Regions from separate parts of the Mus musculus genome. Here region 1 is linked to region 2. A link is a contact called in public Hi-C data. All regions are on one chromosome and are shown on one strand. The core of a region is the stretch at or near the end of the contact, and the rest is flanking DNA. Distances in the headings are between cores, read along the strand shown. Region 1 has its middle 25 kb from the start of Cd180. Region 2 overlaps Pik3r1 (phosphoinositide-3-kinase regulatory subunit 1).

Region 1 (5,158 bases), core at 187-2,686, 980 kb after region 2:
GATAGAACCTATAGAGACCATATCCAGTGATTAGGCACAGCCTCCAGTTGAGGGATGGGGTTACCCACCCATCTCAAAAATATTAACCCAGAATTGCTCCTGTCTGAAGGAAATGCAGGGACAGAGAGTGGAGCAGAGGCTGACCAATACAAATGCAGATGCTCGCAGCCAAACCTTGGACTGAGCACAGGGACCCCAATGGAGAAGTTAGGGCAAGGACTGAAGGAGCCGAAGGGTTTTGCAACCTTATAGGAAGAACAACAATATCAACCAACCAGACCTTCCAGAGCTCCCAGGGACTAAACCAACCAAAGAGTACACATGGCTCCAGCTGGATGTGTACCAGAGGATGGCCTTGTCTGGCATCAAAGGGAGGGAAGGCCCCTGGTCCTGTGAAGGCTTGATACCCCAGCATAGGGAGATGCTAGGGTGGTGAGGCGAGAGTGGATGGTGGGTAGGAGGAGCACTCTCATAGAAGCAGGGGGTAATTTCCTAGGTAAGTCAAATTGCTAGGTTGTGGAATTATCCTAGGTTGATTGATGTGGTGAGAGAGGACATGACCTTCTGGGTGAGTGCTAACCGTCACTTTGTGCTACAGGAAGACAATAAGACTGCTAGGTAGTTCATGGTTTGGGGTCTGGAATTCTGGCTAATCATATAACCTAAGAACTCTTGGTATGGGTTTGTTGTTGTGTTTATTTGCTTGCTTTATACATGTGTTGGTTGTGTTTTACTATTTCCTATGTTTGCTTTCTAAAAATATCTTTAAAACATAGAGGCTACAACAAGGAAGTTTTAATGTAGGTTGAACCGTGTATGTATAAGGTAATTTAGACAAGGATCAAAGACATCACAGAATTAATGGTTAGGGGTGGATATCAGGGCCTCCCTTGGGCTAACTTAGAGCTCCACCACTGAGCCATACCCTTCTAGCCCTTAGGTTCATTCACAGCTGCATATAGAAACGTTTCAATGGCTAAATAAAGGGCAAAGAGAGCTGTTTGGAGAGTTGCGCCCTCCGTTCAGTAGGATTCTTCAAGCTGCTTTACGATGTAAGACATCTTAGGGCAGCCAGAACCATGCTTTTCTGTGCTTCCTGCTAACAGGATCTGCATCGACCGCAATGGTAGCACAGACTGGTTTGCAAAGTTACCAATGTTTAGTTATCCTTTTAGTCCTATCTTTAGTGAAGGAAATATATCTCTGTAAAGAACATTTCTATTCACCTTTTCTGTGCCTAGAAGGAAAGGAAAGACTACATTTCTGAATGTTCTCCCAGGGAAAGAACTAAGATGTATCCTGGAGTACCTTTGACCAAATACACTAAGTGGGCTTTCTGTATGTGTTAATCTCAGCAGATGTTGGTCTGTAGGCCTGAAATTTGATTCCAGCCAACAACCTTAGGGCAATAATGAGGAAGATCAGTCCAGAAAGGGGAAGGGTGATTTGACACAAGCCCTTGCTAAGATGAGGAAATTGGAAAGGGCAAAGAAAATATACACTGAGTGAGGCTTTTAAAATAATGAAAGGGCCCTTAGGTGCTTGGGGTTGTTTTGACAAGTTCTGTCAGCCCGTATTGACATTCTCTGTCATGGGATAAGTTATCTTCAGAGGACTGTAAGAACCAAGGCCCTTTGGAGTGGTGGTTCTCAACCTGTGGGTGAAGACCCTTTTAGGAACCAAATGACCTGTTTGTTCACAAGGGTCTTATATCAGATGCCCTGCATACCAGATATTTATAGTATGATTAATAATAGTAACAAAATTATAGTTCTGAAGTAGCAATGGAATAATTTTGTTGTTGGGGGTCACCACAGCATGAGGAACTGTATTAAGGGGTTGCAGCATTAGGAAGTCTGAGAGACAGTGCAATGGAGGCTCTGTCTTTTAACTGCAGGAGAACTTAGGAATGCTTTTGCTTTGGTGCTCAGATGGCTGAGATAGATAGAAATTTATGGATGGAATTTTTCCTAGTTTCCAGAATCCTCCTGACGTCTTAAGAGTCTAGCTGTAGCAAATTACATGCGGGAAATTTATGAACTGTCAGATGACTTTTTTTCAGATATTAAAAACGAAAACAGGCTTTTTATTAATTCTGATTTGATTGTGTGTTTGTGGAGAGAGTCTGGCAAGATAAATTGCAGCCTGACTTCAGGACATGTTCTAATTACCATTGACTGGAATAGAATACGAGAAACTGTTTTGAAGAGAGAAGACATCTATTTACTTTTCTCATTGGAAAAAAATGTGTAACATGTTTGACTAGCTGGAAAATACTGAATAATAGAACCTATTCATTTATCAGGTACCTGGCTGCCCATGTAACACATTCTAGTAGCACCAGGAAAAGATGATAAATGGAATAAGTAGAGTTCCTCTGTCACAGAGTGTCATAGAAGAAATGTGTTTATATACACTTTAAGCAATAGAATATGAAAAATTAGTAATTACCTCAAGCGCTGAGAGGAAAGAGGGTTGTCCATTCACAGTTCTGTGTTATGTTGATGAATTACTGATGAATGGGTGAACTAAATTCACAGATTTCATTCCTCTGCTCCTTATTTAATATGCATGGTGCTGGTCTCAGCTTAGTGGATGACAATGAACGATCTCTGGTGGTGGAACATCTTGGTATCATATAGTAGAGAAAAGTGGTTCTTAGGTCTCTTTGTAGTCATAAAGACAATTGTTTTGTGAGGAAATGTTTCTAGACTGTCAAATGGTGTGTATCTGAAAAATGCTGATACCAAGTATTTTCAACTGTTCTATAAGCTTTGGGCGCAAATGAGTCTTACTAAGAGTAAAATGCTAATAAATGGTTATTGATTTCTTCTGTTGTATTTCAACTAATGATTGATTTGAAGAAATTTTTTTTTAAAATCCCTGCTCATTGCCTCAATAACTCATTGTTCCTTTGGTCTCTGTGTCCTTGTGTATGTTTAAAATTTTCTCTTGCTATTGATATTAGTCTCATTCTTCAATAATCAGAAATGATGTGTGACATTATTTCAAATGTTAAACATGTTACAATGTATTTTTGGCTTGCCACATGGTCTATTATTTTTATAATTTTTATTTATAGTTTGAAAATTGGATACATGCAATGTAATGTGTTTTAATCAAATTCCTCCGCTATCCCTTCATTCCAATTACTCACCACTACCCCCACTTTTCCCTCTAAACTCTCTGTGCTTTAAAAAAAAAAAAAAAAAACCCCAACAACAACTCAGAGTCCACATAGTGTTGCCTATGTGTGCATGGGTATAGAGGCATCAATACATCTTTTAGATAGAGAGTAGCCTCTAGGGGGATAGATCATTGAAGAAAACTGATTCACTCTTTCCTAGCTGCTATCAATCACTGATAGTTGTGATCTCAAGGCCATCTCCTGGCTACATGATGGAATTGTGTGTGGATTGTCTTTCCTACAGGCCTTGTGCCTACAGTTTATGTGTTCAATAGCCCTGCCATGGGAGGCAAAGGTACTGTTTTGCTGTGGAGAAACCACTGCCCTTGGTTCTCAGAATCTTTCTACCCTGTCTTCCAAGTTGGTCTCTGATCCTCAAGGGAAGAAGGTCCAATACAGATGCATCATTTGGATATGAGAATTCCAGAATTTCTTACTCTCTGTGTTTGACCAGTCTCTGTATTATTATTATTATTATTATTATTTAAAAGAAGCTTCTCTGATGAGGGTTGAAGCATGCATTAATTTATATAAGATAAGAACTTAGGATGCATATATTACTTTGCCCATTTAGCAAAATAGTATTAGATTTACTCCAAAGGCCTATGACCTAGACAACAATGGTATTTTTTTTTTAACCAGCTAGTGGTATCAGACATGACTTCCATCTTGTGGAACAAGCCTTAAATCCAGTCTGAAAATTAGTCAAATATTTCTACATTTATGTCACTATTACACCAATGGGATATCTTTCCTGGCAAATTGTTATTATAGCTTAGTAGGTTCACAGTGGGGTATGATTGTTGTCTATTTTTCTCTCCCTGTAATCTGTGCAGCACCTTCTATCCTGATAAGAGTTAACGAGTGGACATGAAGTTTCCTGGTCTATATCAGCTTGATTTTTTTATGTTCTGTGATGCAACACCATGGTCTTACCATCAAGTTCTGAAGGGTAACTAAAAGCAACCAAAGCAGCCTATAATCTTCAAGGGAGTTCTATGAAACCCCATTGATCATCAACACACACACACAAGGGTACTTGGCACTGGGCTTTCTAGTTGGTTGATATTGCAAACCCCTTCAGCTCCTTCAATCCTTTCCCTAACTTCTCCACTGAGGTCCCTATGCTCAGTCCCATGTTTGACTGAGTGCATCTGTATCTGTATTGGTCAGGCTCTGGCAAAGCCTCTCAGGGGACAGCTATACCAGGCTCCTATCAGCAAGTGCTTCTTGTCATCAGCAATAGTGTCTGGGTTTGGTGTCTGTAGCTGGGATGGATCCCTAGGTGGGGCAGTCTCTGGATGGCCTTTCCTTCAGTCTCTGCTCCAATCTTCGTCTCTGTATTTCATTTGACAGGAGGAATTCTGGATTAATATTTTTGAGATGGGTGGGTGGCCCTGTCCTTCAACGGGTGTGTGTGTGGTGTGTGGTGTGTGGTGTGTGGTGTGTGTGCCTATCCACTAGATATGGTCTTTACAGGTTCTCTCTTTTGTTGGGTATTTTGGCTAATATCTTCCCTGGTGGGTGCTGGGAGCCTCTTGGGTCCCTAGTATCTGGGACTTTCTAGTGGTTACCTTCAGTTCCCCTTCCCCCACTGTTATACATCTCTTTTGAAATTCCTGACCCTCTGTACTTCTCCCCCATATCTGAAAGAGCCCCCCATCTCCCTCCTCCTCCTCTCTCCTTCCCATATTCCTCCCTCTACTTCCTGAGATTATTTTCTTGCCCCTTCTGAGTAGGGCTATAGCATACACACTTGGATGTGGTCTTCTTTGTTCATTGGCTTCATATAGTCTGAGAGTTATAGTGTGGGTTTTCTGAGCTTTTTTTTTTTTTTTTTTTTTTTTTTGGTAATATCCACTGGCCAGTGAGTATATACCATGTATGCCCTTTTGTGACTGAGTTACCTCACTTAGGATGACACTTTCAAGTTCCATCCATTTGCCATTTCATGAAGTTGTTGTTTTCAAT
Region 2 (4,465 bases), core at 1,846-4,345:
AAAGAGCCCTTGAAATACTTGGTAAGTGATGCCTATAAACACCTATTAAAATGCAGCTTTATAGGAGGTTAAATCATTTATAATGGAGTCCGGTAGTACAGGGTACCAGTTGCAACAGAATTCCTAGAAGGGCTTGCTGGATTAACCTACATCGTCTAGAGAAACAGTTTAGTTATGATGATGTCCAACAACCCAGTCCAGTATTATTTAAAAGTAAGGCTGAATTTAAAGACGTCAATACTGGATGTTTCAATTCTGGGTTTTATGACAGGGCCACTTTGTGCCAGAGCAGATAATCTATCCAGGCAGAATTTTAAAGCTCAGTATATCTGCCTTTATCCAAAAGGGAAAGACCAAGGAGGGGCACCACGATACAGATCTGGTGGATGAGAGGGGACAGCATTTTAAAAAGAAAGACATATCAGGTAATAGGAAAATGGAAACTTGACAGAGGGACCAAATGTTTCACGCGGACCTAATTCGATTCTTCTCAAACTCGAGGAACAAAAGCAACCAGAACAGGAAAATGACTTTGAGTTTTAACTAACGAGTAAGCATCTAGTCCTTTTCCTAAAGGAAGGGACAAAAATAGAAGTGAAAGAAAGGTATCATGACTGGTAAATGGGCAGGGCCTTTTCAGAAGGAAGTTACACAGCCTGACCTCAACAATACATCTCGGCTTGCCCACAGGAGATGCCCATGCCTCAACCATTTCCATGATGCTGCCCTTTCTCTTCTCCCCACTGCTCACATGACATTAAGCCATTCAGGGTGAGCCTAATACTGACCTGTATCAGAACACATAAACATGTCTCGCTTCCTTCAAAAACTCTGCTTTCTCTAGGCCCCACTCCAACCGTTCTCCTGCCGGCTTCTTGCTCGTATCATGCTCCACTCATTTCAATTCATCAATATGCTGCTTTGTAACAGTTTATATATTTGTTTCACACATATATAGGTGTACTATGTGAAAATGGAAGCAAATAACATATGGGTTTCCTGGTTTCTCTTGTACCGCCTCCTTCTTTAGCTGTCATCGTTCTTAGTTCACAGTGGAAGGCACAGGAATTAATTAACTGAACGTCAAATGCCTGAATCCAGGGTATCAAATGATTACTTGGGTAGTACACAGCATTTAAAAAAGCTTCACACTCCAAATATGAACAGGCAGGTAAGGAAGAAATAAAACCACAAGGTTAGACTGTGAGCCTTATTCATAGTTGGTTAGGATACTACCCAACACACACACATACATACACACATACACACACACATACACCACACACACACACACACACACACACACACACACGCACACACACATACACCACACACACACATACACACACCATGGTGAGGCATATTAAGTAAAGCACTAATGTATATACAATTTAGCTTTCAGGATTTATAAGATTATTTTCAGATATTAGGGATGAGAAGTCAATTTAAAATGATGTGTTATTAATAATAAAAATTGTTATACTGGTGCTTTCTAAGTTCAAGCTGTCCTATGTGTTTGTGTGTGTGTGTGTGTGTGTGTGTGTGTGTGTGTGTGTGGAGTGTGGAGTGGGTGAGTATGTGTGTGTGTCCACCCAAGACCAAAGGAACTCTTTCCCCTGTTTGCAGTTGCTTGAGAATTTTCCACGAACCACCTCCCTTTTTTTGTCAAATGCACCTTATGACATTATACAACTCTGGAGAGATGCCACTACTTAAACCTCTAAATAGTGCACATGGTCAAATTAACCAGATCCCAGCACCAAGAGCCACCAGTTGCCCGTTCTACAGAGCCTGTCTCATGTCAGCTGGGCAGGAAATACCAGATTCCAAAGGCTGGAATGAAAGAAAGCCCAAACCAACCACAGAGTTACAAAATCAGCCATCAATTTGTCTAATTAAAACTCCATTTAATATTTCATTAAAATGGAATTCTGGTGGTCTCAAGAAATATGCATTTAAAAGAGCTATGTAGCCACTTCTTAAATACCTATCATGACTTACAGAGACCGGCTACGGCCAATGATCCTGGGCTTAAGGTTCCTAAAGAATCATGCATTTTCATATATTTTAGCCAAGAACTTTACCAAAAGAACCTCTCCGTGACCATCGCACCACCTGGAGCGTGGGCCGAACTTTTCATTTTATTTCTCTCTTTGGCCAATAGATGGCAACCTCTATTGGGCAGGAGAATCAGATTCAGAGCAGGCAGGCAGGCATGTCCTCCCTCCCACCAAGACCCAGCACATTTTTTCTTTTTTTCCTTTTAAGCATTGAGCTATTTCATAATGAATTAGTGAGCAAGAAAACAAAATATTTTTAAGTTATTTTGCTATTGCAACTCTGACTTTGTAAAGGAAAATGGAGTTCTGAAAAACCAAAGGTTTTCCTCAAAGAGGAAATGGACACACTAAATGGACAAAGCAGAAGTGAACTGCAGCTCTGGGTATGGTTTTGCCAGTACTATGCCCTCTGAAGATACAGTATGGAGTCAACTAAACTCTGCCTAACAGATCCATGACCCTGGAATGGTTTATACCTAAGTGGCACAAACAGTTGGGCCTGATTGCCTATACTTATAATTCTAGCTCTAGAGAAGCTGAGGCAGGAGGATTATCATGAGTTTAGAGGTCAGCTTGGGTGTGTGTGTGTGTGTGTGTGTGTAAAGTATTAGTCTCCTAGGACTAAAGAAGAACAGTCTTGGAAAACAAAACAAGAAACAAACAGAAAACAGAACTAGATACTATTGAAGCAGGCAAAGGAAAACATGAGTAGAGACTCCTAATGAGCATCATTCAAGCAACAATGTTCCATGTTAAATGAAAACTCTGTGCTAAGAAACGAAACCATTCCAGGTTCCAGGGTGCCTGCGCCTGGGAAAGCACCGAGCTGTGGAGAAAAACGCATTTTGCCACAGAACACAGCTGGTCCTGTCTGCCTTCCACGGACGAGGAGGAGAACTCTCAGGTGAGGTAGAAGAGGCAGCTGGTCTAAACATGACAATTCTGCTGTCATTTCTCCCTCAAACACCGACAAAGAGAGCGTCGAAGCGTTTGCTATCTCCCATGATCTCCTGCTTTGTGCGTGGTTTCAGCTGTTTAACTTGGCCCTTGGCCTCTATTTCCTGTGGCCGGGCAATCTCAATTCCTTTCATTTTCGTCAGGTTCAAACATATCACTTAAGTCTAAGAAACACTGAGTGTGTGTGTGTGTGTGTGTGTGTGTGTGTGTGTGTGTTCAATGTGTCCTTTCTGTTTTGAGAATTATCATCAATGAGCCTTAGGTCCTGGGGTCTTCTGGGAGTGGAGGTGTGTCTGAGAGAGCTCCCACACAGCTCATTCCTGGCCATCGATCCCATTTTACAGATGAGAAAGCCAAGGCTATGTATGTTATGGTACCATCTTTAGGTCATGCAGCAAATACTTCACAGTGACTAAGACGGACTCTCAGCCAAGGATGCCACTGGAAGTTTTTAATGCCTGACTTATTTACAAGTTCACCATGTAACTGAGACCATAGTGCAATGGCTACCCCTTTGGCTGTACAATAGCAGAAACCAATCTTCATCCCAGGCACTTTACACCAGATTCAAGGGCGCACACATAATAAATGATGCAGAAGCCAAACAGTTTGTCTTTCTTTTTTTTTTTTTTTCCTCTAAAGTATATTTGTACAAATTCCCAAATGTCCCGAAAAACTGTTCCTACTGCTGACTGTGTCCGTTTTTACTCTAATTAAGAACTGTCAAAGACAACTGGGAATGGCCAATGTACTTGAGTAGTCTAAATTGCTTTGTTCTACAGATTCTCTTTGGCGAGAAAACGAGATGGGTAACAAGGATTGTTCTGTGCTATACATGGAGGATGTTGAGATGGGATCTTCCATCCCAGAGACAGCAGCTAGGTCTGAGAGTCAACCTGAGGCGCGCCACTTGGATGCCCGGTTTAATCCCGACAGGAACTGTGAGTGAGTTCCCCCTTCCATTCTGCCCCTTTTCGTAAGAGGCTGAGAGAGTTGCCTCTGTGGATTTCCCAGAAACTCTGTCAAACCCACGGGAGGGGCAACGCAACAACAGCATCTGACAGAGTTTTAAAGAGAACACAGCAGAAGTAAGCGCTGCTCTTTACCTCTGCTTCTAGTCACCTGTATTGATCAGAGCAACTCAAACGAGAACCTTTCTCCAGAAAGGACACTGATTGCTCTGCCACTATTACTGGAAAACGAAAAACATCAACAACAATAGGTCTCACCAGTTAACTCTCCAGAAACAGTTAGCCAGCTAATCAACACAACATTAATATATTTAGCATGAGTTATGATTGTGGTTAAAGCTAAAACGTCTTTTTGGTACCCACAAAAATTTAATTTATTACTTGACGTAAAATAAAATATGCAATTAGAAAAAAATTTTTTCCATGAAGCCCACTGAGTGTAGCTTAATATTTCTAATTAAAATAAATAAGCCCCAA

Evidence for each region. Hi-C and Micro-C count contacts between places; a contact is called where the count stands out from the background.
Region 1: a contact with region 2 is called in a Hi-C map of bone marrow-derived macrophages, with 12 read pairs. The contact joins two enhancer-like sites. A contact is called at or near these places in 1 of 484 Hi-C or Micro-C datasets (bone marrow-derived macrophages) and 4 of 115 datasets of contacts at active chromatin or transcription factors (bone marrow-derived macrophages, cardiomyocytes, large pre-B cells and 1 more).

Annotation. Positions count from the first base shown.
Region 1 is chr13:102,715,750-102,720,907 of GRCm38.p6, forward strand. No RefSeq gene overlaps it. Among named protein-coding and RNA genes, the nearest start is that of Cd180, 25 kb to the left of the region's middle. Within about 2 kb of position 1,437, at least 12 of the 459 cell types and tissues checked have an H3K27ac peak or open chromatin away from gene starts, as enhancers often do. A contact at or near this core is called in bone marrow-derived macrophages and microglia, where this site is marked.
Region 2 is chr13:101,733,741-101,738,205 of GRCm38.p6, forward strand. All of the region lies in intron 2 of Pik3r1 (phosphoinositide-3-kinase regulatory subunit 1), which reads right to left. Among named protein-coding and RNA genes, the nearest start is that of Pik3r1, 32 kb to the right of the region's middle. Within about 2 kb of position 3,096, at least 65 of the 459 cell types and tissues checked have an H3K27ac peak or open chromatin away from gene starts, as enhancers often do. A contact at or near this core is called in bone marrow-derived macrophages and microglia, where this site is marked.